Regions from separate parts of the Mus musculus genome. Here regions 1, 3, 4 and 5 are each linked to region 2. The links are chromatin contacts, called in public Hi-C, Micro-C and promoter capture Hi-C maps. All regions are on one chromosome and are shown on one strand. The core of a region is the stretch at or near the end of the contact, and the rest is flanking DNA. Distances in the headings are between cores, read along the strand shown.

Region 1 (3,670 bases), core at 591-3,090, 3.8 Mb before region 2:
TCTGCATTTCTTGTAAACATCTTTGTATGGTACCTGGAATCAGAGGATCTGCAAAATAACAAGATTTTAGTTTGGGGCTTGCCATCAGAAAAAAATAAAAAAACCAGGAATCAATACAATGACAAGGAACCCGCCAGGCGGTTGGTTCCCATCTGTCTTCAGAGCGAGTGGCTCCGGTTTCCCTCTGAGCCACAGCTTAGCACATCCCATGGCTCACTCTGTGTGAACTCTGATTTTTTACATTCACTCCCCGGGTGCAAACAGACCACCTCCGGCAACACGCTTAGTCGCTCGAGGTTTTGTGGCAGTACTTAGTGTCCAACAGAAACCGCTCCGTCTGCTAAACAATATCTTGACTGCCAAGCTTCTCTGACTGTTGGTGGATCGACAATGACACGGCACAGCCATTATCACCGTGGCAACAGTACCCAGGCCCTATCAGAGGAAAATTGCACATGGGCCTGCTGCCTCTCGAGCAGGCATGCCTCAGCTTCCTCTGTTGTCTGCTTTCTCTGCAAGTCTGGTGTGCTCTAGGGTACCGCTAACCCAGCGCAGGGCCAAGACTGCAGATTAGATAGTGGGCTGCGGAGGCCTGCTGGCCAGGATCTGGATCTGCGTACTACCGGCGGGAGAACTGACCACACCCGGGGCTCTGTTCTAGGGGGAAGTCCATGTAAAAAAACGACGCGCCTGCCCACTCTTCTGCACCATCCCCAGCAGATGTGCAAGCAAGCACTCTACCCTGGGGCCATCATCATCTACACCGGAATTCACTAAGAGAATACTCTCTTTTATTACTGTCTGTGTGCATGTGACGGGGTGGAACTCTGGACGTCGCTTACACTAGGAAAACGACTTCCTACTGAGCTACATCCTCACCCTCCGTTTTCCCTCTTAAAAAGGGTCCTGCTGTACGGCCCGGGCTGACTCGGGCTTATTTAGAACTCCTGAGTTCAACTGATCCTCCTGCCTCAGCCTCTTAAGAGGCAAGGCAACGTTGCAGACAATGGCCACAGGGCCCGGCAACCCACCAATTCCCTTGTTCTTTCAATCCTTCCCGACCCCAGTAGTCACCGAGACCCCAAAGCCAGCCGTCCCACGGCTAGAGCACTTTACACGTTTCTACGAGAAGAGCATCATTCTAGAGGCCAGGGAGAGGGCTCAGCGTGCCAAGGGACTTACCCTGCAAGCTAGAGTTCCATCCCCGGACCCTTTATAAAAGTCGTCTTCTGAAGATGCATGCACGCAGATCATACATACACAATACTTATAGTTTTATGCTAAAAAAAAAAAAAACCTCATTCTGGAGGAAGAATCCCACGGGAGGCCGCAGGACACGGCTTGGATGTCCATGTGCATGGCGGGTCGGAGGCTGGAGCCCCGGGCAGACCAGGACACGCCAGGTTCGCGGCTGGCCTCAGCCGGTGAGGCATGGAAGGCCACCTCCTCTCTGGTGCACGCCATCGCAGGACTACCGGCCGCGTTACCGTAGCAATCACCGCAAAAGGAACCGGAAGCTGCGTCTGGACGTGACTCCTTCCCGGCGTGCCGCGGGCGGCAGAAGCCCCGCCTCGCGCCTGCCCTATCATCTTGGCGTATCCGGCCAGGCCTCGAACGCCCGCACGAGGAAAGCCGGCTTCCTCTAGTCACGCCTCTTCATGCCCTTCACCGACGGACGTCCGATTTGTCCAATCAACACGCAAAGCGGTCGTCCTCGCTCACTAGCAAGCCTGTAGGACGCGGCTCCCAGGGAAGGCCCACCCTACGGTGTAAGCGATGTGATTGGTGGAATTGAGCCAGTATTGTCCAATCACGAGACTCATCCCAGAGCTTGTCCAATGAGAGCCTCTGGTGGGCCGGCCGGACACCACGGGCTCTGTAAGCCCTGGAGTGGCCGCAGAGGCGGTGGACAGCGAGCGGGCATGAGCGCGTCCCTGAGCCGGGCGGCGGCGGCTCTGCTGCGCTGGGGGCGAAGCGCTGGTGGCGGTGGCCTGCCCGGAGCCGGCGTGCGGGCGGCGAGCTCGGGCGGCCAGGCGGAGCAGCTGGACGCGCTGGTGAAGAAGGACAAGGTGGTGGTGTTCCTCAAGGGGACGCCCGAGCAGCCCCAGTGCGGCTTCAGCAACGCCGTGGTGCAGATTCTGCGGCTGCACGGTGTTCGCGACTATGCGGCCTACAACGTGCTGGACGACCCGGAGCTGAGGCAAGGTCAGGCCCGTGGGATCCGATTGCGAGGGCGCGGTGAACTTGAGCAGATCCCGAGGAGCAAGGGCCTTCCCTGGTTGTGTAGCCACATGGGCGGAGGGTTCGCCTCGGCCCACCTCGGGGCGAGATGTTTCTGACTGCATAGGAGAGGGGGTAGTCGGCATCATGATCCCCTCTGAGCAGGTCGACTGGGGAGTGGCTGGCTGAGAGGGGGACTCACTGCGAATACCCTTGGGGACAATTTGAGGGCTTGGAAGCCAGCAGCGTACTTGCTAGGTGAGGGACTGATGCTACTACGTATGTAGGGAAGAGGTTTCAGGCTTGCCTGTGTGTGCCTAACGAGGTCAGAGGCTGACTAATAATGTTTAAGGCCCCGAGGGTCAGGGACTGTCTTCTTGCTGGAGAGAAGGTTTCACCATAGTCTAGCCGGACTCACGTTGGGAAAGACACGAAGTTTGTTTTTTAGATACTGTAGCATCAAAGAACAGTGTGTGGAGACTAAGACATGGTAGAGGCTCAGCGGAAAGAGGAAGCCACTAAGAAAACTTCTGACCCCCGACCAGATTAGCAAACTGCGGCCAGGTTGGGCCCAAAGGGCAGAGAGCAGAACAGCTTTTTACTGGCCCCAAGGCAAAGCGACTGCGTCCTGACGTCTAGTTGGAATCCTTTATACACAGTACCAGGCAGGCGCCTTTCTCTCCGTCTTGTGCTTGCTGTGAGCGAGGAAGAGAAAGGCCAGGGATTTGGTTCTGATTCTTGGCAAGAATCGGTCAAGGTGGGCCGGGTAATGGGAAAGCTGCCCCCTCCCCGCACCCTGCTCCTCCTTCAGTGGAATCCGGGGAACCCTGTATTCAAGTAGCCCCCCCCCCCCCATCTTACTGATTTAGTGCTCTGGGTTGGTCACTGTGCTGAGAGGAGACTTGTCTGTGTTAGAATGGAGTATGCAACATTTGCAATTACTGATTATAGTTGTTCGTCGTATGGTCATTCTTCTTGATGAGGCTGGGGCCGTGGAGAGCAGGTTTGGCTTGGAATCATCTGTGGTGGGTCTGCAGCACAGCCTACTGTAATACTACTTCATTATACTGCCTTCTCAGTATAATGAAGATTATGACACCGAACCTGGCAGAGTCCACGAGGAAACGAGAGAAAATAAGAATTACAGCCGGGTATAGTAACTCACTTCCATAACCCAGCTCTCTTCAGGCGGAGGCAGGGGGACCACCAGTTCAAAGTCAGGCTGCACTGCATTGTGGGAACCCCCCACCCCCTTCTCTACTGTATATAATAATGTCATCCTCTCTGGCACAGAAGGCACCCACCACGTGGCAGCAACTTTATTATTGAATCTGATGGCTTCCAAAGCACTTTTCCTCCATGTTGTTAAGTGGCTAACCCCACACTTGTTCCCTGTGATAGTGTTGATGGGCGGTAAAGCAGAGAAAGGGAGGCGAGGTAATGAGTGCTA
Region 2 (3,282 bases), core at 669-3,168:
TGCTACCACTGCCCGGCAAGAAATGCCCTTTAAAATGCATGTCAATAATCATTTGTCTTCATGCCGAGATTAAGGGATTCAAGGTAAGATGTTGTAGCACAAATGTGTATCTTCAAACCTAGGAATCAGGAGCAGAAGAAAGTTTTGGGATAGAGGGGGCTATGTAGTTAACCTAGAAACGAGGTATTTCAGAAAACTATACACGTAGCCAAGGCTGGCTTTAAACTCCTGACTTACCTCCCTCTCCAAAGATTAAAAACCTGCACAAGGACACCTTGCTAAGTATGTTTAAAATTATAAGATGCCCAACTGTTTAAGTTTGGCCTAAGATGCATGTAATGCATTTAGAATACTCTCCTGCCTCAACACTAACAACTCCGGTAGATAAAAGTAATCCAGAATATTCAACAGATGAAGCTGACCGTTAAATCTAAGAAACAAATAAGATACACTTGGCTCAAATTTTCGGTTCTTGGAAAAAAAAAAGGCAATCTAACTTTATGTTGCTTTAAACCACACCTGGTCTATCGAAAGGAAGCACAGAAGAAACACTTCACTACAATGTATCTTAAGCAATTTGATGATTTGAACAAGGAAAACCTAAGCTGTTACTTATAATAGGGAAATCACAAAAGACATGGAATTTTCAAAGAGCTAAATGCAAAGACTATTTAAAAGGAATATTTTTAAATAGTCCTTTTCGGCAAAAGGAATGTTTATGAGCGAGGAATAGGCGAAGCCTGTGTCAAGTTATTCAAAGATAGAAGGGAGTTTTCAGAAAGCTACAATAGTGGAGTCGCTCGACAGGAGCAGCCAGACCCTTCGTTCCAACAGGCACCCAACGGCTGGGTCTCCGGTTTCCGCGGGTCATAAAAGAATAACGGACACACTTCCAACGGTGAACCCTAGGCTGCGCGCGCCGCTTCCGCTTGCCGCGGTCGCCTTCGCGCGCCGCCCACCGGCACGCGACCAAAGAGCCCGTGGCAGCACACGGTCGGCTACGCCGTCCGTGCCGCTACCGCACGAGACCCCGAGTAACGAGTAAAGGCAAAACGAACGGGAAACCAAAAATCAAGCACAGGCGTTTCTCGTCAGAGCAGACTTTATTGCGGCCACGCGGCCGCCGGTCGCACGCCCCGCCGGCAGCACGCCAGCCCCAGGCGCGCGCCCCCCTTCACCCCAGCTCGTTACCGTGCGCCTGGGTCGCGCGGAAAGTTCGCCGGCTCCCGAGGCGTAAGGCGCAGCGCCGACGCCCCACTCCTGTCAGCGACTGGGGCCCCGGAGCGGCACTTTTGTCACTGTTGCACCGCGGACGCCGGGGTTCGCGCGACGCCGAGCGCCGTAAGGCGACGGCGGCGCGGAGCTGACGTCACGCGCCGGGGGGGCCAGCCAGCGCGCGTGCGGGCCGCCACGCCCCCTACCCCAGCGGGGGCCCCCCCAATCGGGAGGACCCTGGTTGGGAGTAGGCGGGGCCCCGGCGCCTCGAGGGGCCCTGCGATTGGTAGCGAGGGAGGAGCGAGAGCCGGAACAGCGAGTGGGGAATCGGGGACGGGGCGGGGCCGAGAGCCCCGCGGAAGTCTCGCGAGGCCGAGCCGGAGCAGAGTGTGGCGGCGGCGGCGGCGGCGAGATCTGGGCTCGGGGTTGAGGAGTTGGTATTTGTGTGGAAGGAGGCGGAGGCGCAGGAGGCAGGGGGCAGCGTAACGCCGGCCCGGAGGGCGGGAGGAGGCGCGGCCACAGCCAGGGCAGGCAGCCGAGGCGAGGCGAAGGCAGGCGGGGAAGCAGGACAGGCAGCGGCCGAGCGAGCGAGCGAGCCAGCGCGGGGCGCACCGATCTCGGGAGGCGGGGAAGCCCCGCGGCCGCCGCGCCCGCCCCTTCCCCCGCCGCCCGCCCCCTCTCCCCCCGCCCGCCCGCTGCCTTCCTCCCTCTGCCTTCCTTCCCCACGGCCGGCCGCCTCCTCGCCCGCCCGCCCTCCCTCCCGCAGCCCAGGAGCCGAGGCCGCCTGCCGCGGCGGCCGTGGCGGCGGAGCCCTCAGCCATGGCCTCGGGCGACACCCTCTACATCGCCACGGACGGCTCGGAGATGCCGGCCGAGATCGTGGAGCTGCATGAGATCGAGGTGGAGACCATCCCGGTGGAGACCATCGAGACCACGGTGGTGGGCGAGGAGGAGGAGGAGGACGACGACGACGAGGACGGCGGCGGCGGCGACCACGGCGGCGGCGGGGGCGGCCACGGGCACGCCGGCCACCACCATCACCACCACCACCACCACCACCACCACCCGCCCATGATCGCGCTGCAGCCGCTGGTGACGGACGACCCGACCCAAGTGCACCACCACCAGGAGGTGATCCTGGTGCAGACGCGCGAGGAGGTGGTCGGCGGGGACGACTCGGACGGGCTGCGCGCCGAGGACGGCTTCGAGGACCAGATCCTCATCCCGGTGCCCGCGCCGGCCGGCGGCGACGACGACTACATAGAGCAGACGCTGGTCACCGTGGCGGCGGCCGGCAAGAGCGGCGGCGGGGCCTCGTCGGGCGGCGGTCGCGTGAAGAAGGGCGGCGGCAAGAAGAGCGGCAAGAAGAGTTACCTGGGCGGCGGGGCCGGCGCGGCGGGCGGCGGCGGCGCCGACCCGGGGAATAAGAAGTGGGAGCAGAAGCAGGTGCAGATCAAGACCCTGGAGGGCGAGTTCTCGGTCACCATGTGGTCCTCGGGTGAGTGCAGGCGGCGCGCCGCCGCTCGGGATGTTTTTGTTTTGAAGGGAAGCCATGTTTTATGTGTGTGATGGGCGCCGCCATCTTCTCCGCCCGGGCAAGTATGGCGGCCCCAAAAGATGGCGGGGGCGGCGGGCCGCGAAGATGGCGGCGCGGGGGAGGGGCGGCGCCCGGCTAGGCCGCAATGGCGTAGTTTGTGCGAGCGGAAGCGGGCTGGGGCGGCGGGCGGGGAGGGAGGGGCCAGCGCCCCTCCACGCCCGAGCCAACGGACGTGCGGCGGGGCCGGTTGAGGGCGCCGCCCCGCGCCGGACCACCCGCCGGGCGTTGACAGGGCCGTGGCGCAGGGCGGACGCGCGCCGCTCCCCCGCCGTCCCCCGGGGGCTGTCGGGGCCCCGCCCCGCTCGGCTCCGCTCAGCTCGGCCCCCTCGGACGCGAAGCGTCTCCCCGAAGCCCTTCCCGGAGCGGGCGGCGCATAGCCCCGCCGCAGCTGCCCCGCGGTCACGCTGGCCCAGGCCGTCGCCGCTGCGGGGCGGGACTTGGGTGGCACGTAGGGCGCTCGTGTGCGGGTT
Region 3 (3,248 bases), core at 139-2,638, 3.1 Mb before region 2:
AATTTCCATAATTTAAGCTTTTCGAAAAAAGAGTAGACTCGACAAACCCAAGGCCTTAAGTAAAATAGTAGGCATTTTAGCCCACTGATGCAAATACAACTGCTTCTGGCGAACTGAATATACTCAAAGTTCAGGTGAAGTCAACTCACAGCCTCTAGGAGGAAACAGGTTCTTTAAAAAAAGGCTGACGCTGCGGCTTCGGCTCCCGAGCTTTTGCAACATTTGCGTTTACGACCTGTCGATCTATCACGTGAAGCAAAAGGGCAAATCTAAACAGCACTACTGGGGCCATTCACAACCTCACGCAAGCAGAGCAGGCAAACTGGCAAGAGGGGCCTTCGCCTAACTTTCTTTCAGTGAATGAAGACAACCAACCCAGCAAACGCAAATATACCAGCATCCAGACCAAAATAAATAACTGGGGATTTCTGTCACCTCCTCTTCATCTTTAATTTTTCTTAACGTCATCCACAGAAATAGGGTTTGTTTGCCTAGGAACACCGCAGACACTCGCAGCCCAAGAGGCAAGGGTGGCCACGTACTTTCCTGGGCCTGCCTCACAAGCGCCCCCCCCCCCCCCCAACCAATGACTCGATTGTTTCGCCCCGTGTGTGCCTCCATTACACCGTTTAAGCCGGAGCACGTGATCTAGGAGCGCAAACTTGCTACACTTTACACACTTCCCTGAGCCGGGCCACACTTGAATCTAAACAATTCCCAAAGGAGAACCGAACGTGCCCGATGCTGGATGACAGTCGCTCAGGTCTCGCCCTGGGGAGAGCCAGTTCCTACCCCTGCTGGCTGACAGCAGCTTACCCATTTGTCCAAGGGGACCTGGGCAAGGGACCCGGTGCCCTGGTACAGATCCAGGCTCAGCTGCTCCAGGCTCAGCTTCTCCTGCAGGAAGTGGCCCAGGTACCTCTGTAGGAGGTAGCGACAGGCCCTCTTCTTGATGGATTCTGAAAATGGCCAAGGCATGGTGAGGGCTGGCGGCTCGAGGGAGCCGGGGCTGCACGCGGCGGCGACTCGGGGGATCCGACCTGGGCTCCAGGCAGCGGCAGCGCCTCAGGGTCGGCCCGGCGGCGTCCCCAAGCCGCGGTGGGGATCTAGGTTCGCGGTGGCCGCTGCATGTCGGTTCGGCGCCGCCGTCCCTCAGGGCAACCCCATGGCCCGCGTCGCGACGCTCGCACTAGGCCCGGCGGGGACTGGGCGCTGAGCAGAACCGGGCGCCCCAAGCCGGGAGCTTCCGAAGCGCTCCGTCGGTAGGGAGACAGAGGGACAGACAGAGAGGGCTGGCGGCTGAGGCGAGACAAGACTCCGACGCGGCGCGACTAATTTGTTGTCATCTACTGGGCGCGCTCCCGCCTGAGACACGCTCCTGGCGCGTTCGCGAGACCCAGACTCCCGGCACGTACTCGAGCAACGGGCACAAGCGGAAGTGACGCCATATTGCGGGGCTGGAAAGGCAGGAAAAAAAGAGTCCGGGCCGGAGCATTTCCGGTGGTGAATGGGCGGGGCAACTGCGGGGGCGGGGGTGGTGCCGGCGCCGCGATCCTGGCCCCAGCAGTCTCCGGACGAGGAAGGATAAGAACATGGGCGCTCGCAGGTGAGTGGGCGGGCTGGCTGCGGCCCGTGGAGCCTCACCTTGCAGTCGCGGCCGGGTGGTGGGCGCCGGCGGACGCCCGGACTAGGGCTGACGGAGGTCTGGGGGCGGGTCCGGCCTGGGCTGTCCTGCGGGAAGTGATGCGGGGATGCAGGGCGAGGACTGGAGACCCGGCGTTTCTGTCCGGGTTCTGACCGATGCCTATTGTCATCAGGTTGCCCCCCCCCCCACCCCCTTGCCGGCTTTGTTTGCAAAGCATCTAGTAGTTTGCCGTTTGCAGAGCGCCACGCCGACGACCAGGAAACTTGGGATCGGGGCGATTGCGGGCAGTACGGTTTCCTCTGTTAAATCCTGGCGCTTCCCGACCCGCTGAGGGGCTGCTGCCTCCTGGAAGACTTTGTGCTCTCCGCAGGCTCTGCGCAGCCCGATTTTTATCTTTTAGGGAGACAGTCTGTGAAGAGGCGCAGCTGGCTCCTTAGGAGGGCAGCCCCTAAAGGCCCGGAAGTCTGCTGTCCTGGGTTAGATTCCTGACACTTGACACTGGGCCACCTTGAACCTATGCTACCCTCTCTGAGCCTACATTGCCACCTCAGCCAGGTGTGAGCAGATTAATATCATAAACTCGAAAATTGAGGCAAATGAAATGACGTGTGCCGGGAAGGAACCTAAACCGAGTCCTGGATTGAGGAGACCGAATTAAGGAATTCTGGCCCGTGAATGGGGCATCCTCAAAATGGGTTCTTTTGGTTTAGTTGGATTGGGTTTTGAGACAGTCTCTCACTGGGTAGGTAGTTGAGGTTGACTTTGAACTTATGTGGCCCAGACTGCCCTAGAAATTAGGGTCTCCCAAATGCTGAAATGTCAGGCTTGCACCACCACACACCATTCGGAGTCTTTATGTGCTTTGTAAGAAAGGGCCTCTTATTTTTAAAAGATGATATTTTAGTTGGAGACTTGGAGGTAGAAAGATACATGAACGTCTGAGTTATTTTTCAGATAAGAACACCACCTGCAAGGCTTACCACATGCGTAATGCTTGGTAAGTACCAGGAATTTGAGGAGGGAAGACAGGAAGGAGTGTAGCCATCGCAAGGAATGATGGAACTTTTGCTCTGGGTGAAATAAAAAGAAATGCTACATAATCTGGCCTAAGACTGCTAACTACAGTGTTGCTAATAGTGGAATGTTGGGCTTAGAAGACCAAAGGTGAAAACAGCCAGGGCAGTGCTGAAGGACAGAGCAGTAATCCAAATTCTGTGGTTTGGCCTGGAGGAAAGCCCTGAAGACTAGAACCGGTTGGGTCTAGGCATATTTTGACACTAATAAGACATGCTTACCCGGCATCAGGTACACAGTTTTATCCCAGCACTAGAGAAACAGATGCAGATGGCTCTCTCCTTAAGTTGAAGGCCAGCCTGGTCTACATGGGGAGACCCTGGCTCAAAGAGACTCTGAACCTTACAAGTAAATAATGACAGTACTCTCTGTACTATAAACAGAGCTGGGTGGGAAGTCCCAGCAGGACCTTGTGTATCAGGCTTTAGGAGGTTTGAACTGGACTTTAGGCTCTGTTTGGTGACTGCTTGATATGGTTTCCTGAACACAGTATAAAATAGCACAAGCTGTCCAGAGGATGCCTGCATCT
Region 4 (3,554 bases), core at 3-2,502, 3.0 Mb before region 2:
GATGGGGAGGGAGCTTTAGGAGTGAAAGGAAGCCCTAAGTGCAGGGGACCTCCAAAAGCTTCTTTCTTTTTTTTTTTTTTTTTTTTTTTGGTTTTTCGAGACAGGGTTTCTCTGTGTAGCCCTGGCTGTCCTGGCACTCACTTTGTAGACCAGGCTGGCCTCGAACTCAGAAATCCGCCTGCCTCTGCCTCCCGAGTGCTGGGATTAAAGGCGTGCGCCACCACGCCCGGCCAAAAGCTTCTTTCAAGAAGCTATGAGAAGGAAAAGGAATAGTTGGGCCTTTCTAATGATTACTCAGAACAGAATGGTGAGTGTACCCAGCCAAACCCCGTAAGAAGTGTGCCAGGGGCTGGAAATTTTAGGAAGGAAAAATACATTATCTTAAGATGAACCCAGCATACTAGGAATGGCTCCTTTTTCTGAGTATGGTCCAGTAACCCGAACTTCACCTGCCCAACTGCATTAACTCTTCAGCACAGAGACAAGGTCATAGTCACACCCAGAAGTATATTCCAATCTATCACATAAAATTGGTAGTGGTGTTTCACACCTGTAATGTCAACACTCAGGAGGTGGAGGCAGGAGGATCAGAAACTAAGGGCTAGTAGCTTCATGGGAGCCTGTCTTATAAAACAAACAAGAACAACAACAACAACAACAACAAAAAACCCGCCAAAACCCCAAAGGTTACTGTCAATTTTATTAAATTATTGCCTTGGTCCGGAATCCCCTGCCCTGCACATTTGGCATGAGAAGCACAGGTCTGGGCAACACAGATGCAGAGGGTCATCGTCAGGGGAGGGGATCCACGGCCACACTTCTGGGACAGGCTCTGTACTGGGCTCTAACACATTTAAGTCCTCACTCACATCGATGTTTAAAAAGCAGTTCTCCCACGCAGCGGAGGTGCAACTGGCACCGAACAGCTCTCGGTTCCAGGCATCCCCCGCGCTTGGGCTGCCCCGCACGTGGCGCCCGCTTGGGCCGCGCCCCCTTCTCATCGCTGCCACGGCTGCGTCACTCTCATTCGCCAGGACGGCGTCGCCAAGCGAATGAACTACAGCCTCTCGCTCGGAGCCTCCCGCACCCATCCCACGCTCTACCACGAAAGCGTGAGATCACCGGGGGGGGGGGGGGGGGGGGGGAGGGGGAGAAGCGCCGCTTCACGCCGAGAACTACATTTCCCGTCAGGTCTTGCGGCGTCGCGCAGCGCGCGCGCAGGCGCGCGCTCGGTGTGCGTGGCGGCGTCAGCGGTTCTAGAACGTTGCTGTGGTAGCGCTCGGGCGCCATGTTAGGACGAAGGGGAAGGAGGAGAAGCGCTTAAAGCGGCGGGGCACGGGTGCAGGACTGGGTTGGCCCCGGGGCTGAGGTAGGCTGCCGTCCTTCCCGCCTCGGTGGATCATGCCCAGGACGGCAGCGGTCGCGGGGGGGAAGTGACTGGGCGGTGCCGGCGCCGGAGACGATGCCGTTGTAAGTGATTGGCGTGCTGAGTGAGGCGCACGCCGGCCGGGCCCCGGGGGTGGCGGAGGGGGAGGGGAGGCGCACGGGCGCCCCGGGCCGCGGCTTCCGGCCCCTCGGGCGCGGGGCCCCCGCAGGATCCCCAAGCGGAACGGCGCCCGGCGCGGACTGGCGGGCCGCGGCTCCCGGGTTCCTTCCTGTCCCGGTTTCACCATGGCGCCGTCCAGCCCCCTAGTTCCCCACTTCCGCTTCCCTCGGAGCGGGTGAGGAACCGGGGCCGGGAGGGAGCAGGCCGCGCTGGCGGCCCGGGGGCAGCTTCCGGAACGGCGGGCTGCGGGGCGGCGCCGTCCCTGCTTTGTTGTGACTAGGCAACCTGGCTTCGGCGCGCTACCTGATCGCTCCCGCCCTTGGGTCACTTGTGTTGTGATTGCGAGTGTACGCTTTGAGCTAATTCACTTAGGCCTTCTAATGTCGCTAGGTCTACTTTACACACTTGACCGTGATTTTTCTTTACTTAATTTCCCCCCTCCCCCCTTTTCTCCTAAGAAAGATATTTGGAAACCGGTTGTTGGGATTCGAAAGTAGATGAGGGTTTTATGTTCCAACTAACCTATCTTGGCGAAAAGGCTTTAGGTCGTGCGACTGCTTTTCTTCCAAACAAGAGAGGCAGTTTTGGACGTAGCCTCAATGTGACAGATCTAGGGTTGTACTTACTAATTTAAAAATGGATTTCATGCGCTTTTCTTTCTCACACACTAGCTTGCTAGCTTTACTCGACCCTGATGTTTAGTCCAGAGACCTGTCAGCTGTATTTCTGTAGTGATAACATTTGTTGGGCTTAATTAACCACAAAGTTCCCTTTGACTCCTTATTCATGGAACAAGGGTAAAGGAGCACGAGAATAGAATCTATAAAGATGTTTGGTGTTTTTCAGTGGGGTTCAAGTAGATGTGAGTGAGTGAGGTGTTGTCACATGATGACCTTGTATTAGCTCATCCAGACTTTTTTCTGATACATCAGTGCTTAAAAAAAGATATGGTTGCACACTCTAAAGGGAAGGCTTCGGATTAGAAATGTTATCTTGTGTCTGGGAGTGAAGGTAGGAGGGAGAGTACAGGTTTCCTGCAGTTTTTATTTCAGTGCACTTCTGAAAGTGGAACGGTACAAGGAGGCTGCATGAGCACCGCACATGTCCAGGTCTATGCTTGAAGTTCTTCAGTCTATTTCCTTTAGGTTTAAAAAAATGGAGCCAAGACAGATGGACATGCACATGACCCCTTTTTTTTGTGTGTTTCATGGGATTTGAACTCTATAGCCAGTTTCTTACAAGCTGTTCTATCTCCATCCAGAGTGTACTGGGACTTTTAATCCAGGGAAACCCAAGACTGCCTGGCTGAGGAGGACAGGCCTGCCTTCCTCCTCATTACTTTGTTTCTTGAGGGCTCTGTCCCTGAGCTCACCTCTCCATGGGACGCCTTGTTCTTCTGTGTGCCAGCATCACTTGCCATGATTTTTACTTTTGATCTTTTGAATTGAGATTTCCTGGATAGTTTGTGTTTGGTATCCAGTGTGGGTTTTGGTGTGCCTGTTAAATTTAGACAATGTAAGTTGGGATTGAAGCATAGACAGTTCAGGTGAATGGTCAGAATGGACTGAGTCGTTACAAAACATTCTCAAAGGTATATGGTTTGTGTATAATTACATACATAATTTGGAAAATGCTGGTACCTTTTGATTGCCATAGTGGTGAAACTTAGAAAAGTTATGGAGGAAGCTAAAGCTTTTTAAAATACTTGAAATTTCTGCATTCTCCATTAACAGAGTTTCTCACCTCAGTGCTGTAACCCTGGTAATTTCTGGAGGGCCCTTCCCACGTCTTGTTGGGTGTGTAACAGTACCTCTGACCTGCTTAGTGGTTGCCAACGGCTTTACCCCAGGAACTTCTCACAGTGGCAAACGCACAGATGTCCCCAGACTTTTCCAGATGTACTCTGAGGGACTTTGTTCGTGGTTTAAGAACCACTGCATTAACACAAAGTATATATCATTATAGACATTTTATTCTCTGTGCCATATGCTAGTGTCCACATCTTTCT
Region 5 (3,678 bases), core at 868-3,367, 4.4 Mb after region 2:
CAGACACCTTTTCCCTGAACAGGAGTGCCCTGGGTGACCCAGTGCTCTAATGGGATTTGAGGGTGACAGTGGAAAGGGCTTTCTGGAAACCCTTGTAGAGCCAGGCAGCTCTCAGCTTTGCCTTCCCTATGCTACTGGCCATTCAAAACCCTTTGGACTTAACAAGGTCACAAAGGTCTCAGCAGTGTCCTGGTCTAGCCTGGGTTCATCTTTGGCACCTACACTGCAGGAACAAGCTGGATAGTCCAGTAAGTGGTCTGCAGTGTAGTGTAGTATAGTGTAGTGTGTATTGTTGGGTGATTCTGGAATTTCAATAGGTGGAGGCCATAGTGTTTGAGGTGACCACAGTATGGAGTAGAAGAAGCCCACCTTCGGTATTAGTTTCCTACTAGGAGGGGTGAGGGTATCTTTGGTGTCCAACCAGACCTGCAGAGGACCTGGAAGAGATGTATGGGTGAAGGGCAGAAACTCACTTTCCCCTGTTGTCTTCCACCCTTAAGGCCCCTGTCTTCCTCATACTTCCAGCCCCTCGAGCCCAGATCCACGTCTCTCAACTGGAGTAGACTTGGGCCTCCAGCAACCTGAGAGGCCTGTAGGAATGAGCAGGTCAGGTGAGGGAAGTGTATAGTATTGCAAAGAAGCCTAAGCGGCAGAGAGTTCCATAAGGGTGTATCAGGAGTTCCTTGGCACAGTAGACAAGAACTCAAGTCTTTGTGCTTTTCAGGGCGCTTCGTGTTTAAGGTGTGCAGTATAGCATGGCTCTGAAGCGAGGGCAGGAAGAGCAGGTAGAAACTAGCTGGGCGAGGCCATTTGCTGTGTGGCAAGGGGCCAGGAAGGAGGAGACCCTGAGGCAGAATAGCTGAAGGTATCCAGATGAGCAGAGGAAGGTCTGCAGCAAAACACAGGGAGGGTCAAGGTAAAGGTGAGCCCGCAGTCTCCGCACTTCCGGAGGGCGTGGCCATCCTGTAGACCGCCGTTAAACTGGCAGGTGCCAAGGGACAGCTCTGCCCCTCCCTCTCACCTCACTTTCCTTTTCCGCACCGCACCCTCTCCCTCTCCACCTGCCTCTTCTTTCCTAGCTTTGAGATGCAGAGTACACGCAGTACTGTCTGTCCGCTGCTCCAACTATTTTTGGTGGCGACATCGAGGGCACAAAGCTTAGTTTGTGTCCGCTCGAGCGTTCAGGTCTCGCCCCAGCAATTCTTCCTGCCACTCGTCGCCTACAGGCTTGTCTCTGGATCACCGTTGGCAGCGTCCGGCCTTTGTCCGGCCCTCCTCCACACGCACTGGCGCACATAATGTGATCTTTCGCATCCGGCTTCCCACAGAGGCTGCTCTGGCTTCACCTAGGTTGTAGCCACGTAGTAGGCTCATGCCGGTTGCGGAGGATAGTTGCCGACTGCATGTCTTTCCCCGTGCATCAGGTTGCACTCTGGGTTCATTCTGCCATTGTCATGTAGCTACTGTGAATCCTTGCGGGATTCTCAAAGCTTACCAAGATTGCTCCTGAAGGGCTGAGTGCAAAACTAAGTTCAACCTTAAAAGAGAGGGCCGCACCCTTTTATGAAGTGGAGAATTTTCCTTAAAAACTGCTCTTCTAGTGGCTGGAGGAAGAATGAATATGGGGACAAGGAAGTCTGGGGCTGGCTGTACATGAGAGGGAGGATGGCTTTCCGAAGAGACTTCTGGCGACGTGGCCCCCGGAACTCCCCACCCACTTCGCAGGGCTCAGCTGCTTCTCGCGGAGGCCTGGCGACCCCTGGCGGCGGGTTCCTTCCAGGGCGGCTTCGCAGAGACACTCCCTTCGTGGCTGGGTGGAGCCACATTGCTCCTTCCTCCGCTCCTCCAGGGAACACCTCGGGCGCATGCGCGCCCTCCAGCCTCGCGCTTCCCTAGCCCGGGGTTGCTAAGGCGGTTGATAAGTCGAGGTGCTGATTGGTGAGTTCCAACGGAGTTGGCACCTCCAATCCCCGCCCCCGACCCCGGAAGTGCCTGCCTACGGGATAGACTGGTAGGCACTCAAACGCCAGAGTCATCGTTCATTGGGCCTGAGGGGAGAAGGCGGGCCTCATCCGGAACTGTGATTGGTCGGGGTCCCGAGCGGGCAATCCGAGGCTGTCTAGTGCTGGCTGTATGCGGCGGCGGCGGAGCCGGGTGGAAGGGGCTGCCCGGGCCCTGCCTGAGGCTGTCGCCGCGCTGAGTCGGTGCCTGCCTGCTGGGCCCAGCCCAGAAATCTTCCGCCGCGCCAAGTTCGATCGACCTGAGGCGGTGAGGCTATTCGAGTAGGCGGTCGGGGTCGGGGCAGGCGTTGCCTGGGCTGATGTAGGTGACACCTGATACCCGCTGACTACAAACTCCTCGTTTGCTTCAGGCTCCAGTGCTCTGGCAGCTTCTCTTGCGCGTGCTCTCACCGCTTGCTGCAAACAATACCTGGACCGACCTTGCCCCAGGTAAGCCCCGCCCTCTCAGAAAGCCGCTCCCCAAGGCTATTGTAGTTTTGTCTTAACCCACCAAGTCCCGCCCCATCAAAGCTCCTCTGTTGTTTCCTCCCTTCCTGCAGGCACCTGCTCCTCTCGCTGTTGCGCCCACTTCCATTAGTATAAGTTCCCACTAGCCTTTACCACGCTTACCTGGGTAGTAGTGGCTTTATCACTCCAGTGAAACGCTGAGACTGGCCAACCACTCACAGAAATCCTGCCCGTTGGTTATCACTTTGCCTCCTCATAGACTCTCAGATCTCGCCTCCTTAGTCCACGCTTAGCAGGTTCTAAGCTTAGGGGGTGCTCTCAGGTCCCCAGAGGGATCCAGGTGAAATCTCCAGGTTAGCACCCCCTGATCTGATCATTTCCCACTCCAGAGGCCCAAGCCTGTGTGGTGAAATCAGCACTGGGCTCCCAAGGCTACCCCAGGTCTGTGCTGCTACAATTTCCAGACGGCAGTTCTCAGGGAAGCCGGGAACTGCTGTTGGCCCTGTCTTGGCTCCTCGCCCGAGGACCCTTGCTTGAGCAGCTGCTTGCCCAGACCCGTGTGCAGCTGGGTGACCAGTTGCCCCAGTGGGAGGTGAGTATGTAATTGAGGGTGTCAGAGCCCTGCTTTGCCCAGAACCCGTGGATTTCTCCGGGCTTCCAGCTCATGTGGTATTTGCCCTTGGTGTGGTTCTCATCCAGCTTTGAAGCTGAGGATGTACGTCAGTAGTACAGCTTCCCTGTCCTGGTCCTTCCTCGAGATATGGGATGTATAGCAGGGCTGACTCTTGTTCCCTCTCTACTGTGAGGCCCCAACCAGTCCTGGTCCTCCTGCACCCTTTGTGGAACCAAAGAGCCCCGTGGATCTCCGACTAGTGGAATGGCTGATGGGAAGGCTGCGGTTTAGGTGGCGATGCCTGATCTCTAGTCAGCAGGAGCAGTGTATCCTCCTCAGCAAGGTAATACAGGCACATGGCTCTTCACCCTGTGCCCAGGCTGCCTTTCCCTGGGGTCCATCTCTGTCACCACTATTGGACCACTGGACTGCTGGGCTTATCCCAACTCTGACCTTTACAAGCAGGGACGGACCGTGCTTTACCTGTGTCCTGGTGAGCAAGGTGTGGAAGCCCTCGGTGAAGTTGTCTGGTGCCCTTCTGCAGCCTCTGCCCCCAGTATTACTGGGGTATCCTGAGCCCAGCTCTGTCCTTTCTGG

Evidence for each region. Promoter capture Hi-C pulls out the DNA fragments that hold promoters and counts their contacts. Hi-C and Micro-C count contacts between places; a contact is called where the count stands out from the background.
Region 1: a contact with region 2 is called in a Micro-C map of the G1E-ER4 cell line, with 7 times the contacts expected there. The contact joins the promoter of Glrx5 here to the promoter of Yy1 in region 2. A contact is called at or near these places in 4 of 484 Hi-C or Micro-C datasets (the G1E-ER4 cell line and erythroblasts).
Region 3: a promoter capture Hi-C map of liver shows a contact between it and region 2, with 4 times the contacts expected there. The contact joins the promoter of Atg2b here to the promoter of Yy1 in region 2. A contact is called at or near these places in 3 of 39 promoter capture datasets (the C10 cell line, cranial neural crest and liver) and 4 of 484 Hi-C or Micro-C datasets (B cells, CD4 T cells, Th1 cells and 1 more).
Region 4: a promoter capture Hi-C map of pre-B cells shows a contact between it and region 2, with 4 times the contacts expected there. The contact joins the promoter of Papola here to the promoter of Yy1 in region 2. A contact is called at or near these places in 1 of 39 promoter capture datasets (pre-B cells), 1 of 484 Hi-C or Micro-C datasets (CD8 T cells), 1 of 115 datasets of contacts at active chromatin or transcription factors (extraembryonic endoderm stem cells) and 1 of 9 other capture datasets (liver).
Region 5: a Hi-C map of CD8 T cells shows a contact between it and region 2, with 6 times the contacts expected there. The contact joins the promoter of Tedc1 here to the promoter of Yy1 in region 2. A contact is called at or near these places in 1 of 39 promoter capture datasets (cranial neural crest) and 1 of 484 Hi-C or Micro-C datasets (CD8 T cells).

Annotation. Positions count from the first base shown.
Region 1 is chr12:105,030,778-105,034,447 of GRCm38.p6, forward strand. It overlaps Glrx5 (glutaredoxin 5), which reads left to right and starts at 1,841. Exons shown (of 2, transcript NM_028419.3): 1 at 1,841-2,205. The coding sequence starts at 1,923. Snhg10 (small nucleolar RNA host gene 10) reads right to left here and starts at 1,502. Exons shown (of 2, transcript NR_003145.3): 1 at 1,183-1,502; 2 at 1-48. It overlaps Gm46374 (a long non-coding RNA gene), which reads right to left. Exons shown (of 3, transcript XR_003950254.1): 2 at 3,082-3,324; 3 at 2,201-2,915. Mir3069 (microRNA 3069) reads right to left here and starts at 364; the gene lies at 300-364. It also overlaps Scarna13.
Region 2 is chr12:108,791,379-108,794,660 of GRCm38.p6, forward strand. Yy1 (YY1 transcription factor) reads left to right here and starts at 1,919. Exons shown (of 5, transcript NM_009537.4): 1 at 1,919-2,713. The coding sequence starts at 2,035.
Region 3 is chr12:105,683,853-105,687,100 of GRCm38.p6, forward strand. It overlaps Atg2b (autophagy related 2B), which reads right to left and starts at 1,389. Exons shown (of 42, transcript NM_029654.4): 1 at 817-1,389. The coding sequence starts at 978. It overlaps Gskip (GSK3B interacting protein), which reads left to right and starts at 1,500. Exons shown (of 3, transcript NM_178613.3): 1 at 1,500-1,606. The coding sequence starts at 1,593.
Region 4 is chr12:105,783,445-105,786,998 of GRCm38.p6, forward strand. Papola (poly (A) polymerase alpha) reads left to right here and starts at 1,253. Exons shown (of 22, transcript NM_011112.4): 1 at 1,253-1,470. The coding sequence starts at 1,463.
Region 5 is chr12:113,154,304-113,157,981 of GRCm38.p6, forward strand. It overlaps Tedc1 (tubulin epsilon and delta complex 1), which reads left to right and starts at 2,118. Exons shown (of 8, transcript NM_134041.3): 1 at 2,118-2,268; 2 at 2,372-2,450; 3 at 2,858-3,060; 4 at 3,275-3,424. The coding sequence starts at 2,134.